Linked DNA regions of Sus scrofa: regions 2, 3, 4, 5 and 6 are each linked to region 1. A link is a contact called in public Hi-C, HiChIP or PLAC-seq and promoter capture Hi-C data. All regions are on one chromosome and are shown on one strand. Each heading gives the region's core, a stretch centred on a gene start, on an enhancer-like site or on the middle of the called end of the contact. The rest is flanking DNA. Distances are from core to core; before and after follow the strand shown. Region 1 holds the start of DPH5 (diphthamide biosynthesis 5). Region 2 has its middle 26 kb from the start of S1PR1. Region 3 holds the start of S1PR1 (sphingosine 1-phosphate receptor 1). Region 4 holds the start of EXTL2 (exostosin like glycosyltransferase 2). Region 5 overlaps LOC106508363 (a long non-coding RNA gene). Region 6 has its middle 42 kb from the start of S1PR1.

Region 1 (4,327 bases), core at 642-3,141:
GGTTAAAAGATGGATTCAGCTTTGGATGTGTTAGATTTGACATGCCTCCAGGTTATCCAGATGCTTTCCAGCAGAAAGTTAAATACAGGATGTTGAGGAGGGGTCTGAATGGGAGGTTGAAATTTGAGTCTGCAAACTATTAAAGGTAACTGAAATCATGAAAGTGAATAGTCAAAGCTTTGTTTTTGTTTCTGACTTTAGCCATTCTAATAGGTGTGTAGTAGTTATCTCATTGTGGTTTTGATTTTGATTTCTCTAATGTCTAATGATGTTTGGCATCTTTTCAAATGCTTATTTTTCTATTCATGTATCTTCTTTAGGGATGTGCTCAATTTTTTTTCACATTTAAAAAATTGGGTGTTTTCTTGTTATTGTGTTTTGAGAGTACTTTATATAGTCTCGATGTAAGTGCTTTATCACACATATGCTTTGCAAATATTTTCTCCCAGTGTATGGCTTCAGTGTTTTTTTGAAGACCATAGCTTTTATCTTGTTGGGGTACAATCTTATCATTTTTTTTTCTTGCATCATGCTTTTGTATTGCACTTCAGAAATATTTGGAAGTAGGTCACCAATATTTTCCCCTGTTTTCTTCTGGAAGTTTTATGTTTTCCACTTACATCTATGAGACATTTTGAGTTTAATTATGTACATTGTGTGAGGAATGGGTCAATATAATGATATTGGATAGAACGGATCATTAAGAGTGTACGGAACAGGAGTTCCCCTCCTGGCCCAGCAGAAACAAATACGACTAGGAACCATGAGGTCGCAGGTTTGATCCCTGGCCTCGCTCAGTGGGTTAAGGATCCTGCATTGCCATGAGCTGTGGTGTAGGTCGCAGATGAGGTTCCGATCTGGCACTGCTGTGGCTGTGATGTAGGCTGGCAGCTGTAGCTCGGGTTCAACCCCTAGCCCGGGAACCTCCATATGTCGAGGGTGCGGCCCTAAAAAGAAAAAAAAAAAAAAAGAAAGAAAAAAAGAGTTTATAGAACAATAAAGTCAAAGACTGGACGGAATTCGGGAAGAAGAGATAAAGCCAAGGCCAAAGGAAGCAGAGTTGAGCAAACAAGACACAAGCCATTGTCGGAGAAACACAAGGAACACTGAGTAATCAACGCTATCTTGGATGAGGTCACTAGTGACCTCAGGAAAAGCATATTCAGTCAAAACAAATAATTTCGATATTGGAACTACTTCTAACCAACCACTTTAAGAATTCCCCGTGGAAGCACTAGGTCTACATTTGAAATCCCTTAGCATTCTTAAAGGTCACTTCTCTGGGCACAGGAGGGTCTGGGCTTCCCGGCACTGACAGTGAGGATGACTGAGGCAGATTCCAGTCACGCCACTTGGGGCACTCCAGAATGAGGGCCTGGGGACAAACCCAAGGAATCACTGCCCCGCTGGGAAATCAGAACCGACACTCATCACCAGGTCTTCCAGGCTGTCACCTCACCAGGGAGGCAGCTGGTTAAAATACAGTCGAATGAAAAGGCGAGGATGGGAATGTGTGCACTTGGGCAATCCCGGAGAAAATTAGGGAAATTCCTTCCTCCCGCCCCCCCTCCTGCGTCTGGAGGAGACGCGGAAGGCGTGTGGGCTCCTCGGCCCAACCTCGCGGGCGGCTCTTCAAGGGTAAAGAGCTTCTGCACTTACCGGTCCCAGGCTGGGCATGTTTAAGCTAGGGGGATAGTGGGCCGGCCTCGTCCCTTCCCAAAGGCCATGCTGAGGTCACTGATCAGACTCCCCCCGTCCGGCTGACCTTACGCCTTCTCACCCCAGCAGCCTACGTACGGGTCATTCCTAGGCGCGGCGAGTCTCCCCGCCCAGAGCCTGTGGGAGCCACCCTCCCAGCTAGTCGTAAAGTGCCGCGAAGCGCCGGCGCTTTACGGCACCGTAGGTGAGGGCGACGGCGTGGATCCCTGCTCAGCGCACATCCTCTGCCTGGGCACTGCTTCTGGGGAGCAGCGGCTATTAGGGAGTTGGGAAGACAGGGCCCCAGCTACGATTCTCCCAACGGTAACCATCTGTCCCTAGGTTTGTGTAACAAGAGAGAAGGCGGTTAGGGTTGTTTAAAAACACTCCAATCCTTATTTAAAAGGCGTGAGATTAGGTTCTTAAACCTCCCTCCTGTGATAGGCGGTCCCTCCCCGAGCTGTTTGGGTTTTCGTCTTGGTGTTCACCTCTAGATTTTTGGTATCGTCGGTGTAGCTGGCACTTGATTTTCTTGTTCATTTCGTCCTGCAGTCGCCCTCCCCCTGGACTTGGAAATGCTTTACATGATCGGTTTGGGCCTGGGAGATGCCAAGGACATCACAGTCAAGGGCCTGGAAGTTGTAAGACGCTGCAGTCGAGTGTATCTGGAAGCCTATACCTCAATCCTGACTGTAGGGAAGGAAGTGCTGGTAGGTGCCCAAGGCTTTCCAGCCTTCTAGGAAGAACGATATCTAACAGCTGAGTTTTAGTATGCTACGCCGTACCGACTTTTTCACGTCTGTTGGTTTAAACCGATTAAAACACATCCCGTACTCGTTACGAATCTGGGTATTACAAAATTGGGAGTCATACACCAACCAAGTGATTTGGAAAAGGAAAGGGACCTTTTTTTACTCTACAAGTCTAATTGTGTGGCTTTTTCCATTAAATAGGAAAGGAGAATTGCTTTACACTCCTGGGGATGGTTATCAGAATCCGCTATTTCATGAGATAGCCAAGAAATCCTTTCTGAGTTGAATGCTAATGAGGTGCTTATTCAGCCTTAATGAGTTGGTTATGTATTCAGGAATCGAGCTGAAAGCTTATCCCTTTGAAGTATTTCCATAGAGAACGGTAATCTCCTTTCTGTCTGTATCCTATCCTGAGAGAACTTACCTTTAAATAGACATCTCCCAGTTAAGGCTTATACCCATACACTTGGGTGTATTGAGTGAGCCTGGATCTTAGTAACCAGGGAATTTGCTAGTGTATCAAACATTTACCTGGTTCTGGTTAAGGGCTCAGTAAATTTTGGAGGAAGGGTCAAGTTCAGGTTCATTGTCAAATTTCTTACAGGATTTTAGCATAGTGTCTGGCACAAAAGTGTTCAGAAACATGGTTCGTTAATAGATATATTTCCAAACATCACTATATCTCAGTTTCTTCATTTGTCAAATGGAGATAATAGCTAGTTGGAAGGCTATTAATATTATATCATTTCTTAAGGTGATGTATTTGAAAGTGCTTTGCAAATTGAAGTGCTAACTAAATGTTAATTTTGGTTAAGACTTTTTAAAGTATTTTTTTCCCCAAAAACATACTTGTAGAATTATTACCTAAAGGGTCAGGATCTAGGGCTGGGCCCAACCTCACCTACAAGTAGATTATGTGTACTTTGTTAAAGTGCTAGAATTCTGGAGTTCCCTTCGTGGCTCAGAAGTTAACCAACCTGACTAGAATCCATGAGGATGCAGGTTCAATCCCTGGCCTCACTCAGTGGGTTGGGGATCCCGCTTTGCTGTGAGCTGTGGTGTAGGTCACAGATGCAGTTTGGATGCCGCATTGCAGTGGCTGTGGCTGGCCTTAGCACAAGGCTGTGAATTCTACCCTTAGCCTGAAAACTTGCATATGCCTCAGGTGCGGCGCTAAAAAGCAAAAAAAAAAAAAAAAAGTGCTAGAATTCTGTTCCTCCACAATAATAAGTGCTAATGTTTTTTGAACACTTCCTATGTACTGTTTTAAATCCTTCACGTGTAGAACAGGTTTATTTTTCTGTAAGTATTGTTCACATTCCTATAGGCACAGAGAAACTTACCCCAGGTTATACAGATAGTGAGTGATACAGCCAGAGTATGAACCAAAGCAGTCCTCAGTTGAGAGCCACCACTTGTGACCCATCTGTGTCTCTGTACTCTTAGGGATAGATAATAGCTTCACAAAATAAGACCTCACAGAACACCCACAGAGAAGTTAGCATTCAGGTAAAGTGGTTCAGTCCTGGGTGTTAAGGTATAAACAAGTACAGACATGCCTTATGTAACTCCGTGAACTCTCAGAACCCCTTTATATTCAGCTACTTCCTTTTTGCCTTTAATTTCTAACTTTTTTTTAGACAAATTAATGTTAAAAATTGTTGAGAGGCGCTCATACAGTCTGGTCTTAATAACTTTGGATCATTATTACAGAGTGGAAAACGATGGGAAAATTCTGTTTTCTGTAATGAATATATACTTTTATCACTAATTACACAAAATAACTTTTTATATAGACGGCACAGATGGATGTTGCTAAAAAAATTTAGAATTCATTTGTTCTTATATTGAAAGTTATTATTTTCAAATTGCCAAAA
Region 2 (4,248 bases), core at 96-2,595, 170 kb before region 1:
AAATATGGCCAAATAATAAGTAACACTACTTGATGAATTTTTATAGATAGTGCTCTTATAGGTCATTTTCAAGCCTTTTTGCAAATATTATACCCATCAGCTTCTGAGCAAAAAAAAAAAAAAAAAAAAAAAAAAAAAACAGAATTTACTCAGTAGATTCAATAAGAAGAGTTTAATGAAGCGACTACTTACAGAGGTTGTAGCGCAAACAAGGGGAAGCTGAGACAGCCAGAGATTAGCAAGAGCAGAAAACCATTACTGCCCCTAGAACCTAAGGGCTAAAAGATGGGGACAGTGTTACCAGAGCCTCACGAGAAGTTAAGGGTCGAGGAAACGAGGTCACCCAGCTGATGCCAAAGATGTCACAGGGAAGCAATGAGAGAAGGCAGAATTATCTTGCTCCTTCTTTCTTCCCGTTTTCTGATCTACTGAACCCGAAGCCAGATGGCAAGAGGGTCTTGGCAATGCAGTTAGGAGGAGAAAGCAAATCCTCGGGGTACAGAGAAGGCAGGGGAGGAGGGTGCATATGGCTGGGGGAAAACCGGAGAATAACCAGCCACATACGTTAACTCAAAACAGAACAGGCTCCGAGAGATTAAGTGCCTCATTAAATTTACACAACTCATAATCCCTGATCTGACTTAAATACCAGTGTCCAGACCCTTCAAAGCTAGTGCTTTTTCCAGTTAGTTAATGGTTTAGATCACAGCGTGGGTAAGAGCCTGGCCACAGCAGTCAGTCAGCCTGAGTCTGAATCCGGGCTCTCTCACTACCTGGGGTGTTGGGTAATTCCTCTGAGTCTCCATTTACTCATCCACTACTGGGGATAAAACACCTACCTCATAGACTTGACATGAGGACAAAAATCCTGCTTATAAATGCCATGGGTAATGCTTGGCATAGGAATTCTAAGTAACATGAAGAGCTACCATTTATTGGGCTCTTGATACACTACTGCCTCCATAAAAGAACCTTAAAGTGAGTCCTAAGACCTCTCATTTTCCCGATCTGGAGGCTTAGAGAATGATTTGCGTAAGGTCACCATCTAACACCAGTGCTGAGATCTGATTTTTAAATCCCACGCATCTACTCCATCATACAGTTCCAAAATGGGGTTCCAGCATTTTCCTGGTGGGGGCTCAAGCCAGAAGCTTTTAAAAACGTGCCTAAACGCACTTCTTCTTGAACTTTTCTAGGTGGGTGCAACGAGGGGGACACAAGTTTTATACCCTTTTCTGGTTATAGCTCTCACTAGCTTGTTGTATCCGTTGTTGACAGTTCAGAGCTAGGACCAGCGATATTACTGTTTTTTAAATAAAGCCAGAGTGCCCTTGAGGAATATGCCTTTCACCAGGGGATGATTGGTTTGGAATCCCGATGCCATTATTTATCATCACGTGGAGCTGATTTGCAAGGAATATATGGCTTTGATGCTTGAGGATTGGCTTTGCGCCAAGAAGTCATTGTTGGGGATTCTGGCTGTTTGATGTTCAGAGGCAGTCTGCTGGGGAGTTGCCTCGGCCTATTAATAGGAGTTCAAACACAGTGTCACGAGCTCAACTGGGAGGGCCTGGAAAGAGAGGCCCAAATAACAATTCTGAGAGCCAGGAGGTGTTGTTGGACAGGATGGTGTGACCTCCACACCACGATAAGGACTCCTGAAGGCATCTGAAACATGCCAGCGGTTCCTCTGCACACCCAGTCTCGCTCAAATGCCCTTTGGGGCACTGACACAGCATGACACGTCACAACTGGGTGCCCCTCTTTCCCACAGGGTAGAGTTCCTTAGAGGCGGGGATTATTTCATTAATTCAACAAGCATCCCGCGAGGCTCTCCTGCCACTGCCAGACATTGTGTGAGGAGCCAGGAGCCGTATTCATCTTTGTACCCAGCACCTCATCCAGGGGCTTGCACATGGCAGGCATTCAGTAAGTGCCGTGGGTAAAATATGACCCATGGAGGGAACTAAACACAAACACTGTGGTCATGGTCCCTTGAATGTGTTTTTTCAAAGTTTGCTGTACTACTCAGGCTCTTTGAAATAGGAAAATCAACTTATGGCAAATACAACAACTGTTTAATACATTTCCATTTATCTTAGGGTGAAAGCTTAAAGCATTCCGGTGGATTAACTATCCTGATATTTAATAGTCAAGTCTGTATGTGATAATATCAATTAAAAAATAAACTCAATACCTAAACAAAACATAAATCCTTCCTGGAAGATGAAAAGGCAATGTGTCTCTCGCAGGTGTCGTTAAGCAACCATTTACTATTGTACAGGTTCTAACGGTACCTGGGGTTAAGAGCTTGGATGAGTAAATTCTCTTCCTCTTACTGATATCTATTTTTTTATATTCAACTGCTGATACATAATAATGAGGAGACCCCTAGACTACAGTCAACCATTTTAAAAAAAATCATTATGGTAAAAGAAAGGAATCCCATATTAAATGAAAGTTTTTTTGTGAAACAACAGAAACTATGACTAAATAAACATAAAAGAAATTCGTTCGAAAGATAAGGAGGGAGTTCCTGCTGTGGTGCAGTGGATTAAGAACCCGACTGCAGCAGCTTGGGTCCCCGTACAAGTGTGGGTTTGATCCCTGGCCCCGGTGCACTGGGTTAAAGGACCCGGCGTTGCTGTAGCCGCAAGCTACGACAGCTCAGATTCAACCCCTGGAACTTCCATATGCCAGGTAAAGAATGTTTAAATGGTTTCTGTGATATGGAACTGGAGCCCACATGGGTTGAATAAAACATAGAACAACAGCCCAGATGCCAGGGCACAGGTGAAGGAAGGATAAGGTCCCCAGAGATTCTGAAGCAGGAATTTGGGTTTTGCCTCTTGATAAGCCTTATCCACTGAGAGAGTCAAAAGAGACAATGGCCATTAGATATATTGGGTGATTTTAAAACAAATACAAATTATATTGTTTGTTATAATACCTAATTCTAAAAATTTAATGTACAGAAATTCCCATTGTGGCTCTGTAGCAAGGAGCCCAACTAGTATCCACGAGGACGCAGGTTTGATCCCTGGCCTCGCTCCGTGGGTTAAAGATCCAGCATTGCCATGAGCTGTAGTGTAGGTCACAGATGCAGCTCGGATCTGGTGATGCCATGGCTGTGGTGAGGCCGGCAGCTGCAGCTCCCATTCGACCCCTAGCCTTGGAACCTCCACATGCTGTGGGTGCGGCCCTAAAAAGACAATAAATAAATAATAAAATAAATAAATAAAAACATAAGGATCTTGAGACAGAGAGATGAACGTGGATTACTTGAGTGGGCCTAATGGGCCCTTACAGGAAGTGGCAGAGGGATCAGATTCATTACAGGGATATTTGCAGGTGGAAGCAAGAGGTTGGAGAGCTGTGAGGAAAGGGCAGGAGGAGTGCAGACAGCATTTGGAAGCAGGAAAAAGCAGGAAAATTCTCCCCTAGGGCTTTCAGGAAAAACCAATCCTGCTAACACTCGATTTTTGCCCCATAAGACCCAATGTTGGACTTCTGACATATGGAATTATAGAAGAATAAATTGTGTTGGCTTAAGCCACTAAATTTTTGTTCGTTTGTTTGTTTGCCATGCTTGTGGCATGTGGAAGTTCCCAGTCCAGGGGTTGAAACATGCCACAACAGTGACCAGAGCTGCAGTAATGATGATGCCTGATCCTTAACCCACTGGGCCACAGGGAACCCCATTGTTTGTTTGCTTTAAGCCACTAAGTTTTTGGTGACTTATTATAACAGCCATAGGAAACCAATGCAAAGGGGAAAGGGGAATCCTAGCTATTCAAACTTTCTAGTAAAAAACAAAATTCAGATAAATAGGAGACTTCAGAAAAATGGAAGTTAGGACACAAAAACTCTTCATATTTATTGGTTGAAGTTCTAGATCACAAAGACACTTCATATTTATTCACGGTGGTTCTTCAGTATTGTCAATGCAACAGTGGCTTGCTTATTCTATCAGCCAAATTTTTTGATACTGGGATTAACGTGGTGGTATTTCGGACTAACTCAAGAAGGCATGCATTTCTATGATCTAGGACAATGCCTAGTGGGCCTATAAGAAAGAGGGTATATCTATTAACAAATACAAAATAAGGACAAAAATTAGGTAAAAATACTCTGTACTATGATTAACTGTCAACAGGCTTTGATGAACTTTCTTATATTGTTAAACTTCACTCACAGTGGTTGAACTCATGGGAGGTACTAGTTTGAGCATGTAGGAGACACAAAGGA
Region 3 (4,564 bases), core at 884-3,383, 200 kb before region 1:
TAAATCCCAGAAGTTTCGTAGATTCATTGATTGCAAAAGGAGTATTTTTAGTTACTGTGGGTTTAGCCAAAACACACACAGAGAAAGAGAAGTTAAACTACCAATGATAACAATACATGCCACTACATTCCAAATTCCTAGTGCAAAATTACTCTCCAGAAACTCACACAAACAGACGCCTGGCGGTGCATTGCTAAGCTAGCGCGGGCAATTTTATTTACAGCCCTCCCCTCAACACGTTGCCTCCTCTCATAGAACTAGAAAGTGCGGAGGGAATGAAGCACGACACTGATTAGAAGTCTGCCCGCACGTTGTTTAAATGCTTCCAGGTAAAGTAGCAAATGCGATAAACGTGGAGTAATCGAGGTGAGAGCAGTCGCAGCAATTCCTGGACAGCAGAGGCTGCTGGAGCCCAGAAGCCCGGCGTTTCCCACACCTAATTCCACACCCTGCTCATTCTCAGGGCAAGTTTATGCCCTTACCCCTCCTGCCATATTCTTTGTCTATAGGATTTCCCAAAATACGAGCCTTTCCTCCCTCTCCTCCAGCCCACCGCAGCTTCCGCTCTCCCCTAACCCCAGACGGCTCCGCCACGGGGACTTGACCCTTTTCCAAACTTTTAGAGGCACAAGTGCTCCAAAAACAATCCGATCGGAGTTGGGTTCCTTCCTTAGTATTCCAGAGATGCCTGTTTTCAGCATCCAAAGACGAATGTTTTAAAAGTGTTTGTTTTACTTCGTTCCGGTTTAAAAATTTGTTTCAGCCTCGGGAGACGTCCGGCCGCGATGCTTCCCGGTGCGCCCGGGTCGGCGCCGGCCCCGCGCGCACTCCCTACCTGGCTCAGGCGGGACGAAGCTGCGTTCGCGGAGCTTCGGGTCTGGACTGCGCGCTCGGCATCTTGCAGCTGCTGCCCGGGACTGACTGCGCTGCGCTCTCAACTTACTCCCTCCTCAGCCGCACACTCCAATGGCCAGCGCGGCCAGCTGAAGTCGCCGAGCGCCCCGCAGAGGCCGAGTGGCTTCTTTAGGAAGGGACCGGGAGGCGGTGAGTGCCTCAAGCCCTCCCCCCCCCACGTCCTCCGCCCGCGACGGGTGGCCTCCGGATCTCTGCCGCTGAGACTACTGTCCAGGAAAGATCTAGAGCAGAAACACAGACACGCACAGTCAAAAAGAACCCCTCCTCCCCCACAAGCAGCTAAAAGAGGAAAAAAGGGGGGCGGAGCCTCGTGCCCCCTGGACTCTAATGTATAAATCACGGTCCTCGCCCAGCTCGCCGCCACTCCCAGGCGGTGGGGACCGTTCTCTGAGCCTTAGAAAAGAGAAGAGGTGAAGAGCCTTTGGAAACTTTTCAGCAGAAAAGTCTTAGGGAACAGAGGCGTCTGTGGTGCCCCTCGACGCTCCTCCCCCCACCCCACCGCCCCCCGCAGCCCTGGGGGGACCCGAGTCGCGAGATTGTGGCAAGGCGTCCCCGGGACCGCTTCGGGTGCAGACAGAGGAAAGTGGCGCCGCGTCCCCGCCGCGTCCCGGCCGCGCTCTGGGGAGGAGAGGTAGGGGGACGCAAGCAGCCTAGAAGGGACAACGGCCCGGACGGGTTCCTGCACTTCTGCCCACCTCCACCCCTCACCCCTATGTCGCTACTGCCTGGAAACTTGCGGTCTGAGGGGCAGAAAGTGGCTTTCGCGGGGCGCAGAGGGAAATGGGCCAGCGCTGGGCGAGGTGTGAGGTGGGGGTTCCCCTCACTCAGCTGGGCGCAAAATCAGGCCCTGTGTCCCAGATTCTGGCCAGTGGGGAGGCCTTTGAGGAGGTGGGCAGCTGCTGCGGGCCGAGAGATTTCAACAGCCTGGGCAGCTCAGGGGTTTCCGAAGGGAAAGATGCTGCCAGGCCTAGACCAGCCTAGGCCTGCTGCCACCCAGCCCGGGGAGGGGGGGGGGCAGGTGCCCTTCTCTCCCCTTCTACCTGGGAGGGCCCCAAACCTCAGTGCCCACACTAGCTCACTCCCTTCTTTCTCTTGGATGCGACTTCAGAACAGAAGACTGAGGGGCGGCCTTGTCCTCTCTGCCTGGGTGATAAGCGCAGGCACCTCTGCCCTGCCCTCCTGCTGCAAGGACCGTTTCCGTCCAGTTCCCATCCAGTCTGCGGTCTCACCGGCTTCCCATGCCGGCAGATGTGAGCGCAAAACTCCGTCGGGTAGTTTCAATTGACACAGAACAGACACACCCTGTACCTGAATGACTCAGAAGGAGGCTGAAAGAATAAACAACTGGCTTCTGGGATCTTATGACTTTGCAAAGGGGAAAAAAAAAAAAAATCAAATGACAGTTAGTACACACTTGTCCCAAAAGACATCATCAACGGTCTTGCAGCCAGCACACACCCACCGCAAATTTGACAACAGTCTGTGCCGACCGTGTAGAAATTAAAATAACGGTCCTCTAGACTCTAGAAGCAACTCTGGGTCTGAGGCCGTATTTCACTTCAAAGGGAAGATATCCTGTCTACTCAGCACAACATGCTGGATGAAGCTGGCACCCTTCACCCCATCCATTAATTTAAAGGGAAAGGAACTAAAGTAAATTGCACAACCCAGACTGTATCAGACATGTGATAAACTATGGAATTCAACACGACTACTCTGTGAAGCAAGCATTGTTGGCCATTTTGTGGATGAAGGAAAATTCAGACAGTTTAAATCCACAGCTAGTGATTGGCTGAGCTAGGTTCCAAAATGTATGTGTGTACGAATTTACATATTTATTCATTTTGCATTTCAGGGCTGCACCCATGGCATATGGAAGTTCCCAGGCTAGGGGTCGAATTGGAGCTATAGCTGTCACAGAAACTCAGGACCCAGGTTTCAACTGCAACCTACACCGAAGCTCACAGCAACTTCAGATAGTTAACCCACTGAGCAAGGCCAGGGATCAAACCCACTGAGTCTTCATGAATACTAGTCAGTTACATAACCCACTGAGCCACAAGGGGAACTCCTGGTTCCAAAAATTAAATACTGCAAATGCCATGTCAAATGCCTTCAGTATACAGTTAGGGGGTTCTCTGTGATACAATGTCTTGACAATGGAAGTCTTTGTAAAACCATTTGTTTCCTGACTACGCAAGTGTTACACATATTCACATATTTAATCCTTACCATGTCCCTACAAGTTGGTACTGTGCATATTCTGATTTTACAAACGAGGAAACTGCATCCCAGACATATTAAGCAACTTGATTAGTGTGGGCTTTGACCATAGATGGGCTGCAGATTCTTAACCATTTCTCCCAACCACCACGATAAACCTCAACCATGTCAAAGAATTGTGTTGGTGGAAGTCAGTCCTTTTCTTGTGAATACTGGTGACAAGGACAAGATGCAATATTGATTCAGTATTTAGAGCTCAAATACTTTGCAGATGATGACTTAGCAAAATTCATCCTTAGCAGACAGCTATGAGATATAAAATGTAGATGACCACCCTGGCCAAACTAGAAAGAAGGCAACAACGTTCTTTACAGTAAAGGCTTCCTTGCCAGTTTCAAGCCTCTGGTTCCCACACATATCTCTTCCCATTACTCTCAGGAGAGTCCCCAAGAGTTGCATCCTTGAGCTATCTCTGGGCTGTGAGCCCAGCTCCCTTTCCACTCCTGCCTGGAAGGCAAGCTCAGTGTTCCTACCTTACCTCTGGGCTCACTGAGGTTACCATCTGATGCCCATCACATGGAGGTTGATCCATTCCAAATTCCTTCTCTCAAAGCAGCTTTGCTGTTCTTTATGCCTGCTTTTGTGCCTCTCTTTAAGGACTGCCAGTTAAAATACGGTGCAGTATTTGGGACATGTCCTGAAGCAATTGTGTTCTTAATGTGCAATCAGAGTTAACTGAGTGTGCTATATTTTTATTTTCTAAATCTGGCAACCCTACTCTCTTTCCTAAATGCTCCAGTCACTTTCCAACTCTCTGTCCTCCCTCAGTCCCCCTAGCCCTCTCTTCTTACTCACTTGTTCGTAGGAGAATAACTAGCCTCCTACTTCATGGAGAAAAGAGTCACACCACTTGTATGTTCCCATTTAATCACAATTTCACCCAACCTTACCTCCTTCTCACAGCTCTACTTCTTTTCTTGCCTTCATCGCCATGCTGCTCTCCCGAACTTGCTAAGACTTGGCTCAGTTATTCCTTCTCTCCCTTGTACTTTCAATTCTGGGACTCTGATGGGTCTTCAGCTTCAACCTGCCTTAATATTTATATGTTTCCCCTACCTCCAGCTCACTGTTTCCCCCCCCCCCACTGGGTTCCAGCACCTCTCTTCTCTTGTTTGCCAGCATCCAGACTGTGTAGCTTCAGGGCCAGACATAACTTGGATTCAGCCTTAATTCTGCCGGTTCCTAGCTGTGTGACTTTGAGCAAGTGTCTTTGACTGCCCAGATCCTCAGTTTCCTCATCCCTAAAAATGGTAGACTATTTCTTTCTGTCATTGGAAGGATTAAAGAGCTTCATATGCATGAAAAGGATACTCTAAATGCGTCACCCTCCTATCATCGCTATCTCTAACTCTATGATATTTGTCAC
Region 4 (4,318 bases), core at 1,311-3,810, 130 kb after region 1:
AGCTCACAGCAACCAGGGATCCCCGACGCACTGAGCTAGGCCAGGGATTGAAACGGCATCCTCATGGATTCGTTTCAGATTCGTTTTCAATGCCTCACGATGGGAACTCCAGATGGCATAGTTCTTAATTTGGGGTCCAAGATCTACTTCAAGGAACCCAAGAAAAAACTTAAGTTTTATATAATTTTTTTTCTTTTTAGGGCCGCACCCACGGCATATGGAGGTTCCCAGGCTAGGGGTCGAAATAAGCTGTAGCGTGGCCTAAGCACCAGAGCCACAGCAACGCCAGATCTGAGCAGCCTCTGAGACCTACACCACAGCTCACGGTAACGACGGATCCTTAACCCCCTGAGCGAGGCCAGGGATCGAACCCTCAACCTCAACCTCATGGTTCCTGGTTGGATTTGTTTCCGCTGAGCCAGAACAGGAACCCCCAGATAAAATTTTGAAGTGTTGGCTTTATAAGATTCTCAAATGTGTATGATATTTAAAGATGCATCAGTATACCTCCAAGTGAGATGATCTTATTGTTAGCCAATTTTACAAGATCTTACATTATTCAACAGCAAACACCCGGATAACAGTACAGTTATATTGGATATACCTCTTCGCAAAGCAGTTAAAAAACAAAACCAAAACAACCAAATGTGACACCAAAAACCATCAACTCAAAAGATGTAAAGCTTTCAGAAAACTACACGGGATTTTCTACCGCAGTCAAGACCGGAGGAAAATCATGAGACAGTTTCAGCCTAATGCCAAGAAAAAAAAGAGCATCAAAAGGGATATAAAGATATCCCTTTTAAAAACCTCTTCCTCATTCCAAGATCTAATAACATATTAAGTAGAACATGTGATATTCCCTCCCGGACTTTTAAGGGAGAATCTAAATGCCACTCCCCCACAGAGAGGCAGGAAACGTGTTTCTCCCAGTTCCAAGAAAGTGGGGCAAAGCTAACGCGTGTAAAGACAAAAGACTGTCTCCATGTGTCAAACTGAAGAAGGGTCTTGGCACTCGCGTTTATCGGACTAGGGGGTGGTGGTGGAAGGAGGGAGCGGGGACCTAAATTTTAACTGCTGCATGTGATGGCCCAGAATTTTAAGAAACGTAAGCATGCCAGACCAGTGTGGATATGAGAAAGCAACTCTGCAGCAGAGGTGGTGGCAAAGGCAAGACCTGAACCTCCCGGTGAGCAGCTACGTGGCACTAAGCAAACAGTGTTTCGTCTCCCCCACCCTCTGCTTCCGCCCCAACCCTTTTTCCCTTTGGTTACCAGTTGCTCCAGATGCCGTAGAGTAGTTCGACAAAAGCGAAAGAGAGGTTCAGGCACAGGAAGAAAAACAGGTTCCGAGACGTCTTGTCCGACAGGATGGACCTAGGCATGACACAAGTGGGGAAGAGCCGGGAAAGTCAAAGCGGGCCGGGACCCGGAGGCTGGGTTCTCCTTTCAAGACCCTCCCAGTCCACACTTTCAAAACGAGGGTGTCCCCGACGCTCCCTCCCTGGACCTCGAGCCATCCTTAGGTTTGGGCCTTCTCCCCTTCTGCCAGACATCCCCATCCCGCAAACACAGCACCCCGCACCTAAACCAGCCCGAGATCTTGCCGAACAGATTGAACTTGGGTGGTTTGTATTCATCGTCCTTGATGGACAGGGGCAACATCTTCTCTGCCCGGCGAAGGGCCGGGTCTACACCCCACTAGTAGCGGCTCCGTGGGTGATGGTAGTGACAGTGGTGACGCCTCAGATGGGAAGCCCCGGAGCTTGTCCCGGGCCGCGCGCCGCTTCCAGACACAGACTCAGACACAGACTCAGACACACACACCCGGGAACCCGCCGACTTCCGGCCCGGGCCGCGCAACGCGTCCTGGGACGGGAAAGGGGGAAGGCGGGGCCGAGGGCGGGACTTGCGCGGTGGGGCGGGGCTTACGACAGGGGGCGGGGCTGCGCGGGTTTTTCTGCGAGTTAAAGGTGGTTGCAACGACTCGGTGTTCCAAAGGGCCGACCTGGGGTGGAGTCCCGCCACCTGGACTGAGGAGGAAAGTCCTGAGCTGGCCCTCTCACGGCCTGGGCTGGGTGGGAAGTTGAGAGCCCGCACTCGTCCACCCTGACCGCCTACCGCCGATGTTCCCGGATGCGCTGGCGTCCAGCGCCAGCCCTTTCGCCCTTACCCCTGTTATCATTAAGACCTGATGCCCTGGGCAGCAGTGCTTAAGAACCTAGGCCGCACGTTCTCTCGCCTTCACTCCACAGGAAGCGCAAATGATGGTTTTGCTGGGTGAACCCTGGACACCCACATCCTAACAATCCACCCCGCCCCGCCCCCCGAAAACAGCGCCTGACCTCTCCGTACTGCCACGCTGGAGGCAATCAATAAAGGTCTTCCGAAAGAATTTTAAATGTATTTAAGAGAACCCTTTAAAAGGAGCGCCGACGAGACTGGGTTGGAATGCAGGTTTGGTTAAGGCATTGCTTCCACGACAATTCTCAATCCGCAGATAACCCAAAACTCGAGTTCCTACACGTCCCCTTCACTTCCAGGTCATCCCGGAGGCCGCAGTCGCGGCTCTAACGCTCGTCAGAACCCCACTGCCCATCGCGAGGAAGTGCAGGAAAAACAGGCTCTTTGGTGGGACGCAGGGACGTGCGGAGCTCGGGGAGGCTAGCCCGACGGGCCTGTCCTGGGCACCCACGGTCGTTGGAACTCGTCTTCGGGCGTCTTTCCGGGAAATTGCTTGGGTAAGGTCAGGTGGTCCATCACCTGAATGAGTACAAGGTGTTGTCTTGGGGGAGAAATGGGGATAAAGGACGACCGGCTTTTGGAGGTGGGCTGGAAACTACAAAACCGAGCTTCTTGGGAACAGCCTTATAGTCTAACAGGAAGTGGAGCGTCACCGAAAGGGAGGGGTGGCCGCCCGGGACGGCCCCCTGCTTCAGGCTCTCTCTTTGCGGTCAGCGTTTCATCCAGGTTATCCATCCAGCGAGTGACGCCAAGTCCTTGCACGCTACTGGGTTTGGAAAAAAACAAAAAATGAGCAAGCGAGACGCCCCTTCCGTTTTATGATCACCAAGCTGCAAGCAAATAAATCGGCTGGTCCCACTGCAATCTTCTGCACTCGAGGTAAGGAAATACCAAAATGCTCTCATGTTAAAAATGTTCTGCAGTGAGCATATATGTGTTTTGCTCTCCTTGGAACTTTGTGAGTATGTGGGGTGGTGATTAGGTGGTTTTATTTTTAAAAACATAATTTATGTACTCTGCAATTTTTTTTAAATGTCCATGTTAATTAAAACTGCTTTATAAAAACAGCTAGATTCCAGAAATTAAGTTCTGGAAAGAGTACTTTGCCTTTCTAGGCATATATTTCATTATTTTAACTTAAAGAAATATTTTCAATTAGTAGCATTTATTTATATTTTTAGGAAGCTTTTATATTAGCCATAGACTGAATTTTATTCAACTGCACTGCCAGGGAAACATCAGTGGGTACAAACTGGGTTCAAGATAAATATTTCCATGGCAATTGAGTTTTTCTCCAAAGCTGCTTTATTTCAATATGATGTAACTTTGCTGGGGGGGGGGAGGTGAGGGTATATGGAAGTAACTAAATGTCAGCAACTGATTTGCAGCGTTCCCTTAACTCATCAAGGTCAGCTGGAATTTGAGCTTGTGTTTTTGTATTCTGCCTTTGAAGATAAATTCTGCATTTTATCTTATATTGCTTTGGATGAGAAATTGCTCAGCTGGTTTATAGAGAAATCTGCAATACCCTTTTTCATAATAGCTTTTAAATAAGTTGGAAAAATTGAAGTTTAATTTCAGTTGTATTGGTCCTGGGACTCCTAAGTCCCCACTCCTCACCCCCAAAATATAAGATAGCTATTCCCATGAGGGCCTTCTTTCAAAAGGCGGCAATGCCACTTCACATCTTTCATCCTTAAGTGGCAAAATTACCAACTGCAATACGAAAAGCATTTTACTAGAAATGGTAATTGGACACTTTAAATCACGAAAAGTTCTCTGAGTGGAAAATGTTTGATGTGTCTCACTTCTTTTATCTTCTTGAAATGATTGCCCCATATATGTTAACCAATATGTATTGTCATATCAAAGCTAAAGTTACTTTCTTTCATTCATTCAACAGTCATTCAGTGAACATCTACCATGTACTAGGCTCTGTGCTGGGCAGAGGTGGGGGAAGGGAAGTGGGTTACAAAACCTGACAAGTCAAGGTTCTTTCCCTGGAGGAATTTTATGGAAAGAAGCTAGATGTGAGGAGAGGGCAAATCAGGCCAGGATTTTAGAACTGCATAATA
Region 5 (4,112 bases), core at 1,045-3,544, 150 kb before region 1:
AAAAATGTGCACTGAGTGCTCCCTTCGTGTATATCATGGTGCTGTATGTGAAACGATCTTTCTTAAATAGTTAAAAGATGTTATTTTGTAACATTCTTGGGTTTGCATTTTTATATACACAATCAAATAGTTCTGAGATTGGGATATAATAATATTTTAAACTATTTTTAGCTTTAATCCTGTTTAGACATTATAAAGAAAACTAAATGGTAACGTGGAGCAATTGCTGAACTAACCTGGGTTACAAGCAATTTATGGAAGACAAAAGCGTTGTGTTGTATACACGTGTAAATGATTGTACGTGCGTGCACACAGGTGCGTGTGTGTTGAGGGGGGCAGCGTCCAGTCTAAGTGTATTAGAGGAATTCGGCAGATCCCGTCTCGTCGTCTTGTTCAGCATCTCAAAACAGCCACTCTTCAGCTTGGTTTTTCAGGTTATTTGGCCACCTCTTTTGGCAACAGGAGAGCCTTTTATCAAGTGTCTTATTTATATTCCCTTACGTATAAGCTTGTTGGCAGCTAACAGATCATTTGCTTTGTGTTTATAGCTTCAGAGGAAAATGGCTTTGGTTACTAGCAGAGTTTTAGTCTGAGGCACAATGAACAATTATGCTTAAAAAGCTGAGCATCGGTTTCACTGTTGATATACACAAAGCATGTGGTATCACATAATTACATGTGAGGTTTTTTATGTGTAGCAAGTTTGATCACATATAAAATCATATAAACTCTGACTTAATTGAATGTTTCACATCTATTCTCCAAATAATTATGATGAGTAAAGAAGCCAGACAAGGAAGCTCCCTTGTGGGGCAGCGGGATCAGCGTTGCTGCAAAAAAATAAAAATAAAATATAAATAAAAGTAAATGAAAAGCCTACATGCCATTTGACTACATTTGTATACAATTCTAGACAAAGTAACGTCATCTATAGTGACTGAAAGGGGATCATTTGGGGAGAGAGCAGGGAAGGGAGAGAGGGAGGGATTATGAGGGACCCAAAGAAAGTATTGGGGTGCTAGAAAATTTGTTACCTTGATTGTGATGATGGTTTCATCGATATATGCATAGGCTAAAACTTATCAAAACTGTATAGTCTAAATTCTGTGCAGGTTATTGTACATCAGTTATATCTGAATATGGTTTTTTTAAAAAAAACAAACTCCAATCTTTTTTTTTTTTTTTTTTTTTTTTGTCTTTTTGCTATTTCTTGGGCTGCTCCCTCAGCATATGGAGGGGCATATGGAGGTTCCCAGGCTAGGGGTCTAATTGGAGCTGTAGCCACCAGCCTATGCCAGAGCCGCAGCAACGCGGGATCCGAGCGCATCTGCAACCTACGCGCCACGGCTCACGGCAACGCCGGATCGTTAACCCACTGAGCAAGGGCAGGGACCGAACCCGAAACCTCATGGTTCCTAGTCGGATTCGTTAACCATTGCACCACGATGGGAACTCCCACAAACTCCAATCTTAACTGGCAGTCACTCCTTTCTACAATGAACTGTGGCAATGTAACGCCTGTATATCACACCCATCTGGGGATTAAGGTGAAAATTCAAAATAAGAAAGCAGAACCTAGACGTACAGTTGCCAGGAGGACAGGTCCGTCTTCAATGCTGTATCTGGAGGTCCCGTCTCCAGTGACTTACTGCTACACATTTGTCCAGCAACACTGAACAGTCTGCGTTCATCATCACAGAACCAACAACCATCCAAGTCCTCACAGAATACGATTCCCTGTGGTCTCTCAAGAAGCTAACATTAGATCATGTCTCAGAGGATTGTAACTGCATAAACCATGGGGCAGATTTAGTAGCTTTTATTGACACGGGAAATGGGGATGGAAAGAGATGATACAAGGACAGGAAAGGCAGCTTGCTATCTTTATTTTACCATCAATATCTGCAAGAAGGGAAAAGGATTTTGAAAGATAGGAACTTGGTAGTCAAAGCACCCCTGCCGTCCATTGCATATTTCAAAACTATAAATTTGATCATGTCATTCCTGCTTAAATATCTTACGATGGCTTTCCTACTAGCCACTGCCGGTAGGAAAAGCCCTTAGTGTGTTTTACCAGGAGCTCAGGATTTGACCCCTGTCCACTTTTTTAGCCTCAGCACATCTCTCTGTCCCTCACCCCAACTACAGCCGTTCTGAATGCCTTATTCGTCAAAGCTTTTCATGCTGTAATGCACTTTGGGTTCTCCAGGAAGCAGGCTCAGGCAGGGTTTAGTGTTCAGGATGTTTATTAGGGAGTGTTCTTGAGATCAACACCAGTGGAAGGGAGGGGGCGGAAGCAGGATTGGGAAGGAGGCGACATCCAGCCATGACGCAAGCCTGACAGCCTCAGCCAGTCATGTGGGGTGCTATGAAACCAAAATGACCCAACAGAGCTGGCAGGTGTGTGTAGGGAGGATGTGACCTTGGGCAAGGAGGCTCTCTGCAGCTGAGGCAATACCTGAAGACGTGGCCAGCTCTTGTTAGAGCCTGCGGAATCAAGTCCACCCTTAAAGGGCATCTGGGTAGGGCATTTGCATGTTCACCGAAACATAGTATTTACCTTGTGTGAAACCCTCTTCCCTTCCAGTTCACCTAGGTAATTTCTGCTCATCCCTCAGACGTCAGTGTAATTAATTCTCACTTCTTCAGAGAGGGATTCCCAAATTCCCGAACGTGATCGGCTTCTATATCAGGTCACATTTTTTTTCGTACCATCCTTGTCATAATCCTTATTATACTTATTTGTGATTAGTCTCTAATTTCTGTTTTCTTCTATACAGTGGTATCTCCTGGAGGGCAGAGACAACTTCCATAGTATTCACCTCTGAGCCTCAATGCCTACCACAGTGTTGGCACATAGTAGTTGCTCAATAAATATTGACTGAATAAATGGATGATCCAAGGTTTAAAGACCATTGCAAAGATCAAAGGCTCTTACCAACACATCTGTTTTGACACATGCTAAGACTTGCTGCCTTATGATGTCAAGGCGAAAACTTCATTCCAGCTCTATAGCCAAACTGCTCAGTCCTTTAGTCCTAGTTGGATCCCATCCTAGCCATGTGACCCTGGATAAGTTAAGTAAACTCTCTAAGCCTCAATAATAATTATGATAATGATAATAATTATAATCGATAATAATGACAATACTAGCATAATAGTATATTCCCCGTAAGGCTGTTGGGAGGGTTCAATGAAATAATCTATGTAGAGATTTTATCAAAGCCCCTGAAATACAGTGTGGCATCAGTAAAAGTTAGCTGTACTTGCTCTTATTATTATTTAGCTTTTAGCTGTAAGTTGAAAATATACTTTAAAAATGAGAAAAAAATTAGGAATAGATTTTTTATATTTGCTATTAAAAATGCACCCAAATAGTAATTTTTTGAAAATTAGATCTTTGTTAGATTTCCCTACACTTAGCCTGCAGTTTAGAATTGGTTTTTATTTTGTTTTATGTATAGAAGATGGATACCTTCTCATTACTTAGGGTCTTCCAAGGTTTTAAATAAGGCTGTTCCTGTCCTGTCACACAACCTAGGAATTTATAACTCAGTGTGTGCGTGTGTGTGTGTGTGTGTGTGTGTGTGTGTGTGTGTGTGTGTGTGTGTGTGTGAGAGAGAGAGAGAGAGAGAGAGAGAGAGACAGGGGAGGCAGGGAGGGAGAGGGAGATACTTTTGCCTTTGTCTGAAATGCCTCTTCATACCTTAGGAGATTTCTATCCGAATTGACTCATCAGTTCAAGAAACACTTCCTGGACAAAGCTTTCCCCTGCTTCTTCCAGGTTGCTCCTGCTTTTACCACTTTTACCCTAAGCCATTTCCATACCTGGATTTTTATTCTGAACCGCCCCCTGTTACATCTCCTTATTAGATTGTGAGTTTCCTTCCTTTTTTTTTTTATTTTTATTTTTTTAGGACCGTACCTGAGGCCCGTGGAAGTTCCCAGGCTAGGGGTCAAGTCAGAGCTGCAGCTGCTGGCCTACACCACAGCTGTAGAAACACAGGATCCAGGCCTACACCACAGCTCACAGCAAGGCCAGATCCTTAATCCACTGAGTGAGGCCAAGAATTGAACCCACGTCCTCATGGATACTAGTCAGATTTGTTTCC
Region 6 (4,385 bases), core at 1,280-3,779, 240 kb before region 1:
TTACAGCAGCCAAACATCCTTAAAGCCGAAAACGTAGAATCAGGCCTTTTCCTGGAGCTTTTGCTTTCTTCTGGTCTCTGAGGCCTGATACCAAGAGCAAATTCAAATTTTTGTTTGTTTTTGCCCCTCCCGTAGCATGCAAAAGTTCCCAGGCCAGGGATCGAACCTGCATCGCAGTAGCGACTGGAGCCATAGCAATGAAAACCTGACAGGTCCTTAACCCTCTGTGCCATGAGGGAACTCCTCAAATGGTTTTTGTTTGTTTGTTTGTTTCTGCATAGCCACATAGTCTAAGAATCATTTATTTTCTATCAAATCAAAATTGTAGGTTAAAGAGTCTTAAAACACCCTAGTGAGAAAGAAGATTTATAGATAAGCTAGTCAACTATGGTGTAGGCAGATAGATGGTCTCAGTTTAGTGACATGTAAGTGAAATTGCACATGGAACTCCAACCTTTAAATAAATAAGATGCAATACACAACAGGGTGAATGCTATGTTGCTATTTGTGTTAGGAAAAGAAAAGAGGTAAGGCAGCGTGGAGGGCGGGTAGGCGATTGCTAGAACAGAAATAAGAGTGTGAAAGCGTGACACTGGTCTCTGACTTCTCACTGCTTACTCTTTTTTTTTTTTCTTTTTTTTTCTTTTTAGCTCTGCACCTGTGTCATATGGAAGTTCCCGGGCCAGGGGTTGAATTGGAGCTGCAGCTGTGGCCTGCACCACGACTTGCAAAGCTGAGGCAACAGCAGACCCTCAGCCCACTGAGTGAGGCCAAAGAGCAAAGCTGCATCCTCACAGAGATCAGGTCCTTAACCCACTGATCCACAATGGGAACTCCCCAGGGCATACTCTTTTGTACCTCTTGGGTTTTTGAATAGTGTGCATGGATCACCTACACTTTTTTTTAACAGTTAATTTTTGTCGTGGAGCTTGTTCTGCTTGGAGCAGGGGGCATCTCACCTTGCCCCCGCTTCCCCTCACCCTAAACCCCTCACTCCCAGATGAAGTCCTAACAAGACTTTTAATCCCATGACATTCCTTGGGGATGCCCTCTGCAATAGGATCGGATTAGAGACCTGCTGAACGTTTTCAACCCTGCATTTTTTAGCTAGAATTGATGCCCAGAGAGGGCAAGTGACTGGCTCAAAGTCACACAGCTAATGAATGAAGCTAAACCTCCTGATTCTTTCTTCAATGTTTTTACCGTATGTCCTTAAACATTATCCCTTCCACACAGCAGATCAGACAGTTATTGAACTTCTACAACTATGCCTGAGAGATACCATTAATACAAGCATGCAAGTGGCAGAGAAAACTTATTGACCAGACACCAAACAAGTAAGCACAAGCCTCGCTGCCACGCTATTGATTACATGGCAATAGCAACCCTCACCACTAGTGAAATTTTACTCTATTAACAGCCTCACACTATAAAGGATTATGTAGTTTATTTGGATATTTTTTGGCATGAGTCACAAGACAAACATTTGGAAAATGAAAGCACCATATGCAGAAAGCAGCCTTACTCTTTTGGCGGGAGGGGGCGGGGATGGAGAGGCGATCGGCACAACCTCAACGACCACTAGGTGGCAATAGTGTCCTAACAACACTAAGCAGCAGGCCTGGCACTCTTAGAAAGTGAACGGTGAATCAATACCCCACAATTGACCCACCTGGCTACCCCCAAAGCCTTGAGACTCAGAAAGTGTTATTAGTAAAAGTAATAATCCCTTTATCGCTTGATAATTTATGTCCTCTATTATAACAGCCAAGAACGCTTTAGTTTATCTCAAAAAGCAGGCTCAAACCAGCAGCCCTTGGGCAGAACCTGGTCAGCAGCACTGTGTTTGCCTAGGGCAGTGTTTGGCTTTGTTGTTTTGTTGTAATCCAAAATGCCTTTAGGTGGGGCAGGCCTTTGCCAGTTTGCCAGAACACCCACCACTCTTTAAGGTCTTATTTTAGGCTCTTCCCTACAGTTGCGTGACTCCTGACTGTATTGGAGATTGGGATTCCTGCTGCAGTGTCTTTCTTAAATGCACAATGACGCCACAATTCCAAACTAACTGATCCACCCAATTATCTCAGGCTTTCCCACCTCCAGAGATCTTTTCTCGAGTCACTCCTCCCCCAAGGCTCTCCTCCAGGGCCTGTCTTTTTCTTGCGATCCTTCTTAGTTTTTCTTTTTTTCTTTTTACAGCTGTGCCTGCAGCATATGCAGTTCCCAGGCTAGGGGTCGAATTGGAGCCACAGCTGCTGGCCTGCCAACCACAGCCACTCCAGATTCAAGCCCCGTCTTCTACCTATACTGCAGCTTGTGGCAACGCTGGATCCTTAACCCACAGAGCCAGGCTAGGACATTATGTCAGATTCTTAACCCACTGAGCCACAGAAGGAACTCCCCTTCTCATTCTTGAAGGCCCAGATTCAATGTCACCAGGGTGAAGTTCATTTCCCCCAATCTGTGGCTCGCAGAGCCTGTATACTTCCTGGTCTGTGCTCTTTTTCTGCTCCGTCCCACTAGCTGTTTTTCATATGCCTCAGCTCTTTGTAAAGTTCTCTGCGGGAAGTAAAGAGATGTCTCACTGTTCTGGGTGTGTGTAACAGCGCCCCACCCAGCGTTTCATTTGTTCCCACTCAAAAACTATGCCAACACCTTCTATGGGGACTGACAAGAGACAGGATGGGAGTTCTTCTGTGGTGCGGCGGGATAAGGCTCTGGCATTGTCACTGCAGTGGCTTGGACCTCTGCTGAGGTGCAGGTTCAATCCCTGGCCCAGGAATTTCCACATGCCACAGACACAGCACACAAATAAATAAATAAATAAAGCAAGAGAGAGAAATAGTATGGCTTAGGAAAGTCTTTTATAGATGACCTTTAAAGAAATATAATTTATTGATGAAAGCATATGAAAAATCAGAACTAAGCTGGATTTCCCATTGTGGCGCAATGGAAGCAAATCCGACTGGTATCCATGAGGATTCAGGATCGATCCCTGGCCTCGCTCGGTGGGTCAGGGATAAGGTATTGCTGTGAGCTGTGGTTTTAGGTTGCAGAGGTGGGCTCGGATCCAGGGTTGCTGTGGCTGTGGACTAGGTCAGCAGCTATAGCTCCAATTCAACCCCTCGCCTGGGAACTTCCATATTGCCACAGGTGTGCCCCTAAAAAACAAAAAAGCAAAATACAATGCAATACAATACAAACCAAGCTAAAATGTCACTGTCTCCTGCAGGTACTAAGGGGACATATCGAAGCGTTCAGCGTAAGCCCTGGACTCAGACAGCCTGGGTACACATCATGGCCTCAGTCTTGACAAGCTGGGTCAATAGTAGGATACTAGCAGTAAGACAATGACAGCACCTCCCTTACAGGATTTGTTTTTATTAATATTTTACTCTGAAATAACTTTAGAAAAGTTGCAAAAATTGGGGAGACATGCTCTAAACTCTTCACCTAGCTTCCCCCACTATTAGCCACTTCCATAAGTGCCATTCAGTCATCAAAGCCGGGACACTGACATTGGGACAATGCCATCAACTACATCGACAACCTTGTTCGATTTTCATCAGTTTCCCCGCTGATTTCCCTTTTTGGGCCCAGAATCCAGTCTGGGATTGCTTATTGCATTTGGGTATCACGTCTTCTTCCTCTCCTCCAATCTGTGATGCTTCTGGAAAGTCCAGGCCAGCTATTCCCAAAATGGCCCTCATGTTTTCGCACGAGTAGAGGGAGGTGGTGCAGTTTAGGGCAAGGAGGTGATGCCGTGCCCTTCTCAGCGCATCATCTGTGGAAATACGTGGTGTTTACTCTGTCTTATTCTGGGGAGGTTCAACCTTGATCGCTTGGATAAAGTGACGTAGGGGCGGCAGGTTTCTCCACCGCAAACTTACTATTTTTCCCTTTGAATTAGAAAATATTTGCGGGGAGACCACGCAATGATCCCATTTCTCATCATATTGTCACCCACGCACTGTAGTGGTCACCCAAAGGGCTTTACCCTCAGTGATCCTTAACCACGGGGTTTGCCCAGAGCTAATCATCCGTTTCTCTCATTCCTCCCTCACCCATTTCTTTGGAGGGCTTTTACGAGGATGAAATGAAGAAAGGCAATTACACCAGTGCCCAGTCCACGGTGAAGTGTAAGCCATTTCTGATATTATTAGGAGATATTATGAAAGCTGCCTAATTAATAGAGATAATTTCTGGCTCAAAATAAGTACATCTGAAATGTTTAAGGATGTCCCGAAAGAGTATATCCGGTACGAACTTGCTAGAAGGCCGTAACAAAATACACTCGGAGTGGCTTAAACAGCAGAACTCTATTTTCCCACAGTTCTGGAGGCTGGCAGTCCCAGATCAAGGTGACAGCTGATGTGGGTTTCTTCTGA

Evidence for each region. Promoter capture Hi-C pulls out the DNA fragments that hold promoters and counts their contacts. Hi-C and Micro-C count contacts between places; a contact is called where the count stands out from the background. HiChIP or PLAC-seq counts read pairs in DNA pulled down with a chosen protein or histone mark.
Region 2: a contact with region 1 is called in a Hi-C map of heart right ventricle, with 3 times the contacts expected there. The contact joins the enhancer-like site here to the promoter of DPH5 in region 1. A contact is called at or near these places in 1 of 5 promoter capture datasets (liver), 2 of 47 Hi-C or Micro-C datasets (heart right ventricle and liver) and 1 of 2 datasets of contacts at active chromatin or transcription factors (alveolar macrophages).
Region 3: a contact with region 1 is called in an H3K27ac HiChIP or PLAC-seq map of skeletal muscle. The contact joins the promoter of S1PR1 here to the promoter of DPH5 in region 1. A contact is called at or near these places in 2 of 5 promoter capture datasets (fetal skeletal muscle and liver), 15 of 47 Hi-C or Micro-C datasets (brain, embryonic fibroblasts, fetal liver and 10 more) and 2 of 2 datasets of contacts at active chromatin or transcription factors (alveolar macrophages and skeletal muscle).
Region 4: an H3K27ac HiChIP or PLAC-seq map of alveolar macrophages shows a contact between it and region 1. The contact joins the promoter of EXTL2 here to the promoter of DPH5 in region 1. A contact is called at or near these places in 1 of 47 Hi-C or Micro-C datasets (liver) and 1 of 2 datasets of contacts at active chromatin or transcription factors (alveolar macrophages).
Region 5: a Hi-C map of liver shows a contact between it and region 1, with 4 times the contacts expected there. The contact joins the enhancer-like site here to the promoter of DPH5 in region 1. A contact is called at or near these places in 1 of 5 promoter capture datasets (liver), 1 of 47 Hi-C or Micro-C datasets (liver) and 2 of 2 datasets of contacts at active chromatin or transcription factors (alveolar macrophages and skeletal muscle).
Region 6: a contact with region 1 is called in a promoter capture Hi-C map of liver, with 9 times the contacts expected there. The contact joins the enhancer-like site here to the promoter of DPH5 in region 1. A contact is called at or near these places in 2 of 5 promoter capture datasets (fetal skeletal muscle and liver), 7 of 47 Hi-C or Micro-C datasets (alveolar macrophages, embryonic fibroblasts, liver and 2 more) and 2 of 2 datasets of contacts at active chromatin or transcription factors (alveolar macrophages and skeletal muscle).

Annotation. Positions count from the first base shown.
Region 1 is chr4:117,267,139-117,271,465 of Sscrofa11.1, forward strand. It overlaps DPH5 (diphthamide biosynthesis 5), which reads left to right and starts at 1,892. Exons shown (of 8, transcript NM_001243679.1): 1 at 1,892-2,022; 2 at 2,251-2,408. The coding sequence starts at 2,274. It overlaps LOC106508363 (a long non-coding RNA gene), which reads right to left and starts at 1,846. Exons shown (of 7, transcript XR_002343569.1): 1 at 1,660-1,846.
Region 2 is chr4:117,093,921-117,098,168 of Sscrofa11.1, forward strand. No RefSeq gene overlaps it. Among named protein-coding and RNA genes, the nearest start is that of S1PR1, 26 kb to the left of the region's middle. Within about 2 kb of position 1,346, at least 10 of the 83 cell types and tissues checked have an H3K27ac peak or open chromatin away from gene starts, as enhancers often do.
Region 3 is chr4:117,067,591-117,072,154 of Sscrofa11.1, forward strand. It overlaps S1PR1 (sphingosine 1-phosphate receptor 1), which reads right to left and starts at 2,134. Exons shown (of 2, transcript XM_021090128.1): 1 at 836-2,134. LOC110260372 (a long non-coding RNA gene) reads left to right here and starts at 1,459. Exons shown (of 2, transcript XR_002343565.1): 1 at 1,459-1,546; 2 at 2,024-2,925.
Region 4 is chr4:117,394,651-117,398,968 of Sscrofa11.1, forward strand. It overlaps EXTL2 (exostosin like glycosyltransferase 2), which reads left to right and starts at 2,561. Exons shown (of 5, transcript NM_001243549.1): 1 at 2,561-3,122. It overlaps SLC30A7 (solute carrier family 30 member 7), which reads right to left and starts at 1,733. Exons shown (of 11, transcript NM_001136211.1): 1 at 1,585-1,733; 2 at 1,275-1,376. The coding sequence starts at 1,664.
Region 5 is chr4:117,113,192-117,117,303 of Sscrofa11.1, forward strand. It overlaps LOC106508363 (a long non-coding RNA gene), which reads right to left. Exons shown (of 7, transcript XR_002343569.1): 5 at 237-830. Among named protein-coding and RNA genes, the nearest start is that of S1PR1, 46 kb to the left of the region's middle. Within about 2 kb of position 2,295, at least 11 of the 83 cell types and tissues checked have an H3K27ac peak or open chromatin away from gene starts, as enhancers often do. A contact at or near this core is called in liver, where this site is marked.
Region 6 is chr4:117,025,157-117,029,541 of Sscrofa11.1, forward strand. No RefSeq gene overlaps it. Among named protein-coding and RNA genes, the nearest start is that of S1PR1, 42 kb to the right of the region's middle. Within about 2 kb of position 2,530, at least 25 of the 83 cell types and tissues checked have an H3K27ac peak or open chromatin away from gene starts, as enhancers often do. A contact at or near this core is called in alveolar macrophages, liver, retroperitoneal adipose tissue and 1 more, where this site is marked.